2 separate regions of the Mus musculus genome follow, and region 1 is linked to region 2. The links are chromatin contacts, called in public promoter capture Hi-C maps. All regions are on one chromosome and are shown on one strand. Each heading gives the region's core, a stretch centred on a gene start, on an enhancer-like site or on the middle of the called end of the contact. The rest is flanking DNA. Distances are from core to core; before and after follow the strand shown. Region 1 holds the start of Trim26 (tripartite motif-containing 26). Region 2 holds the start of Ddr1 (discoidin domain receptor family, member 1).

The links. Promoter capture Hi-C pulls out the DNA fragments that hold promoters and counts their contacts.
Region 1: a promoter capture Hi-C map of pre-B cells shows a contact between it and region 2, with 4 times the contacts expected there. The contact joins the promoter of Trim26 here to the promoter of Ddr1 in region 2. A contact is called at or near these places in 1 of 39 promoter capture datasets (pre-B cells) and 1 of 115 datasets of contacts at active chromatin or transcription factors (pancreatic cancer cells).

Annotation. Positions count from the first base shown.
Region 1 is chr17:36,835,828-36,838,527 of GRCm38.p6, forward strand. Trim26 (tripartite motif-containing 26) reads left to right here and starts at 1,319. Exons shown (of 10, transcript NM_001025599.3): 1 at 1,319-1,437; 2 at 1,638-1,745.
Region 2 is chr17:35,699,240-35,702,050 of GRCm38.p6, forward strand. It overlaps Ddr1 (discoidin domain receptor family, member 1), which reads right to left and starts at 1,351. Exons shown (of 18, transcript NM_001198833.1): 1 at 1,192-1,351. LOC115488883 (a small nuclear RNA gene) reads right to left here and starts at 70; the gene lies at 1-70.

The sequences.
Region 1 (2,700 bases), core at 69-2,568, 1.1 Mb after region 2:
CTCCCTGTGACTATTCCTTAAGTATGGAGAAGATTTTTATTGTAGATATAAGGGAAACGCAGGCAGAGTGGGAAGAACCGGTACTGAATATGGGCAGCCTGGTCTACAGAGCGAGTTCCAGGACAGCCAGAGCTACATAGTGAGACTCTGTCTCTAAACAAAACAAAACAAAGCTCCCACCCCCAATATCAACTGAAAGAGCAGGTATCTAGTGATTTTAGGGTGTGCTGAGATCAAAGTCCAGAGCACAGGCATCCAGAACTCCGCTCCACCCCCTACAACAGCTCACAGGAAACTCAAAAGCACTCCCCATATGTTGGTGAAATGTTAGGACTTAGGACTCGGAGCCCTCCTGCAGCTCGGACTACTTCTTTGGAAGTAGCAGGAACTGTGGATTTCCTGCAGAGCAGAAAGCTGTGTGCAAAAAGGGCTTTCAGGCTAGTGGGCGTGGTCGAGTCCTTGGCTGTGGAGCTGCAGGAGGCTCTCAAAGCTCCTGTAGAGGGCCTCAGTACCAGATATTGCAGGTTCTGTAGTTTTTCTCAGTTTTCAACAAATTCCCCCTTCGTAGCCCAGGCTGGTATTGAACTCTAATGCCTCGGTTTCCCTAGCGCCAGGATCTTTAAATGTTTTGCATTTATTTATTTAGCGTAGGTGGAGAGTGCATGTGCTTGTGGAGCTTAGAGGACAACCAGAATAGATGTTCTCATGTCCCATCATGTGGGGGATATGGGATTTGAAAGCCAGTCATCTGATTTGGTGGCAAGCATCTTTACCCACTGAACTATCACTGTGGTGTGGGGTGGAGTGTGGAATGTGTATGTGTGTTTACTTTGTTCTGTACAGCAGGAACAGCACCTGCCTTGTGTAAGGAAGGCTAGTTGTCAAAAATGGTTCATCCTAGCCAGGAGCTTCGAAAATGATATTTGTGATGGATCTTGGAAAAACTTGATAGACTGGTCTGATCTTAGTTAGAGGCAGGCCCTGAGGAGGAAACCCCATCTAAAACCCAGCCCTTGCAGACACCCCAGCCCACCCCTAACCGCAGGGAATCAGAAATGGGGTCTCGAAAGCTATGGGGGCTTCAGCACCCTAACCTACACGAGGCCTCGCGCGACCTCAGCAGCTGGAAGACAACCGTGACGCACTGGCCGCTTCCGATTTCACTTTCCTTTTCTCGGGCCCGGCCGCTTCACCTCTTTGGCCGCTGCCTGGGGATTTGCCCAGTGATCAGTGACGTCAAGAATCCTGAAGTTCCCATTGGAGGATGGAGTTTGGCAAGAGCCAATCCCAGGGCTGGTCCCAGAGAAATCTCGGCGGAGGGCCCGGAGCTCCCGGAGACTGCTGGGCGGGGAGACTGTGGTGCCGGCTGCTTGCTCAGGACCTACCCCGCGGAGCAGCTCCAGGGAGAGGAGTGACCCGGCCCGGAGAGCGGCGCGGGTGAGTGCGGTTTGCACTGGTGAGGAGACGCGGAGGAGCGGCCGCCGTGCGACCCGGGTGGGGACAGCGAAGGCGGCCGCGGGCCCTGGGCAGGGCTAACCAGGCCCGGGCGCGCGGGACGGCGAGCTCGCGTGAGCGCCGCGTCCCCGGCTCGCCTTTGGGCCTTTCGCCCTGAGCTCGCCGTGTTCCTTCCTCCTCAGGTCCAACCCAGACTTACTTCAGTCTCTTCCAGTCCCCAGAGCCAGAAGTGAGCGGGACCCGGATGACGTTCCACCTGGTGGCTTGGAGCCCTGCATGACCAGAAGCAGGTCTTATATTTATGTATCTGTTTATTTTTTTTTTATTTATTTATCCTCAGAGTAAACTGGTTTAGCTAGTTGTACCAAGAGCTGTGCGTTCGTTATCACTGATGATTTTACTACCTAATTAGCTTAGGAAAAGAAAGTATAAACCTGGCTGTGGACTGGTGCACGCCTTTACACCCAGTGCTTGGGAGTTAGAGGCCAGTCTGGTTTACAGACTAAATGAATTCTAGGATAACCAGGGCTACAAAGAGAGCCCCTGTCTTGACCCCCACCCCCACCCCCACCCAAAAAAAAAAAAAAGAAAAGAAAAGAAATGTATGAATTTAACTTTGGGAAGTGAATAGGAGGAGACACTTAACAATTCCCCGTACATTCCAGATTTTGACAACACAACCATTTGTGTGTGTTTCAAAGAAGGGAAGAATGACATGCGCTCGTTCATGCATGCCTGAACCCCTTGTTAGTGAGATGGATTCATGATGCCTAGAGTATTCCTCCCAAGTTAAAACAAACAAACAAACAAACCCATATTTTTCTAAAAGAAAGCTTTCATTAATGCCTTTAAAACTGCAACTTTTAAATTTGATAATGATGACGATGGTGATGACAACGACAGGGTGTCTCCATGTATCCAAAATGGTCTGAAACTGACCATGGCAGCCCAGGTTAGCCTCCTGCCTCGAGTGCTTCGATTACAGAGATTACAGGCATCTGCCCACACTTTTGAATACACTTAATTTTTTTTAGAACAGTTGTACATTTACAGAAAAAATTGAGAAAACAGTGTGTGAAGTGTCTATAACTCCCAACTGATTTCCTTTCATTGACAAATAACACATTATTATTGGCCAAAGTCCACACACTATATTTATTCACCTTTTCCTTTTCACCTTATCCCTCCATATTCTCACCCAGGTTGCTGCACTGCATTGGTTTTTAGATTTGGTTTCAGAGTTTT
Region 2 (2,811 bases), core at 101-2,600:
TTGTATAGGGGCCGCATTAGTCTTCTCTGTATCTTTCCAATTTTAGTATATGTGTTGCCGAAGCCAGCACCACTCCACACAGATCTTGACATCTTCTGTGTGTGCGTTTGATTTCTTTGTGTTGCTTTGGGGCGGGGAGAAGGACTGGTTAGTTGCTTGGGTTTTGTTGTCTCACTGTGTAGCCCTGGCTAGCCTGGAACTCAGAGAGATTCTCCTGCCTCTGCCACTCGAGTGCTGGAACTAAAGACCTGTACTCCTAACAGCAAGATAGTTGGTTGGGGTTTTTGTTTGTTTGTTTTGTTTTGTTTGAGACAAGGTCTCAAGTTCAACTACGATGCCAAGGAAGGCTGACCTTCAGTTCTTTATCACCAGAGGCTAATTACAGGTGTGTGCCACAAACCCCGAGGTAATCTATAAAGTCAGATCTCACCATTTAGCGAATACTAAACGGCAGACACAAGCTCCTATAATCAGAAGACAAAGTGAGCCACACGCAGGCCCTGAGGTACAGGATCCTCAGAGAACGGAGCCACCCACCCCCAAACATCCAGAGTGACTGAGCCAGAGGGAAGCCAAGAGCAGGCAGGAACAGGTGGGACTCAGGTGGGAAGAACAGCAAGAAAAACAAGGACCATCTCTCCCTGTTCTCAAGCATTCTACTGTGTGTGACCTGTCCCTACAGTGAGTGCCACACGAGTCTGGACACACCTCCATCCTTCTCAGCCACTCAGTTGTAGGCCAGCCGGGCGGTGGCTGGGAGAGGGGGTGCTGAAAAGAATTGCCTGGCCAGAAAGGGAGCCTGGGAGCGTTGCTCATTGGGCGGTGACCTCGTCTCTTGGCACAACCCGGCAACCACGGAGCGTGGCTGGTCTGGTAGGTTGGGCGTCAGGCTGGCTCCCTCTGGCCTGGGCAGCTTAACCGAGCATGTCCGTAAGCATGGCACCGGAGGTTGAGGGGTAGGCACCGATAGGATGACTCAGTGGGCTACATATGCGCGCACCTGTCCTCTTGGAGTTAGGTTCTCCCCTCACCCAAGAAAAGAGAGGTCCTCGCTCTCTTTTCGGAATAGTTTCTCGGAAAGTCAGGACCCTCTGCTTTGGATGGAGAGTCAAAATCCCGGGGCAGCAAACATAACTGGGGTTCCCCAACCCGCTCCCCTTGCCTCTTGCTCGTCCCCGCCTCAGTCCCTACCTCTCATGGCTCTCCGGGGCGGACCCGGGCGTCAGGCCCCGGCTTGGGGCCTCCTCGGCGGCGGGGCGCGGGAGGGGAGCGCAGGCGCCGGCGGGGCTCGGGTGTCGGGAGGCGGCTCCCGCGAGCAGCTGTCGGGGGCCTGTTCCGGGGAGAGGAGCCAGCGCGGGGCCGGATCGCGCCCAGGCGCCGCCTCCCCGCGCCCGTCCCCCGCCGGTACTCCCGCCCCGGCGCCCGCGCTCCCACGCCCGGCGCCGCCCCTCGCTCCTCTCCTAGTGCGGTACCCGCCCTGCAAGTGCTCCCCAGCGCGTAGCCTCCACTAGGTGATCCGCACGCCCATCCCCCGCCACCCCGATGCTGGGGTACAGCAGCACCATCAGGGGCCCGCTAAGCCCCCTAGGGACCCCGCGCGGTGGCTCGGGGGTGGGGAGAGTTGGCGCCGTCCCTCCTCCCCTTTTTCTGGGCTCGGTTCCTGGAGAGAGGGAGAGAAGCACGGAGAAGCGGCCCCAGGGCACGCAGGAAGGAACGGGTTCCCACAGGCCCAGCACCGGAGCGAGAGCTGCAGCCCGGCTGGGGGAAGGGAGCCGGGCTCACCTGTCTAGCCAGACCCTCTAGGTTCACACTCCACCCCATTTGTCACCATTTGGCACACACCCCTCCTCCGGATCCCAACCTAAATCACTCCCCCCATCCCCGCGCGCCCCAAGTCTGAGAGCCGGTCACACTCTTTTAGTCTCAACTTTTTTCTGTTCCCTTCTTCCAGAACCTCTCCCCAGCTTGGCAGCTCCCTCCTGTCTTCTCAGGATCCCTGAGATTCAAACCCCCAAGCTCCGGATCCCCCTGGGATCCCTGCTTCATCCAGGCTAACTCTGCAGTCTTTCTCAGGCAAGCCTCCCTCAGTCCCAGTCAGTCAGCTCGGTCCCTGGTGGAAGCCGCAGAGTCTGGCTTCTGGCAAGGAGAAGGGCAAAATGGAGCCAAGACGAGGTGGGGGTGGGGGAGGAAGATAGATAGGCGCCCTGAAAAATAAAGACACTGCCCAAAGCACAGGAACGCATGACCCAGGGATACAAGGAGACAATGAACGGAGAGAGCTGCTGAGCCATGGACCGGAGAGATAGAGGCAGGGAGGACAACAGAGCTAGTGTGGGAGTGTGGGAGGTGTTCCGTCCCATTCAGCACCACCTGTCATTCCTACCTCTCTCCAACGCCACCCCCCCCCCCATACCTGCCAAGTCCCCGGATAATGTCAGGTCACAGTAAAGTCTCCGGTCTCACCACCCGGTTACAAACACATCCCAACTGACTCAAAACTCACACCCAAAAAGCATTTCCAAAGAGTCTCAAGAAAGACACGAAGTCCAAACAAACCAAGACAAGTACACACAAAAAACCTACCAGGAAGATAAGCTGCCCCTAGGGAGAAGCCAAGGCAGGCTGGGTCTCCAGTTTACAAACCCAGGGACGTTCCAGCTGCTGAAGGACCTGCTAATGGCTCCCATGGCCACTGGGAGAACTGCCTACGACCTTTTCACCTAGACCTTAGGGGACACCCACCCCGACTCCCCAAATCACCTACCCCTCTGCAGACAGCGATTGGAAATCTGGGTCCTGCAGAGACTGGGC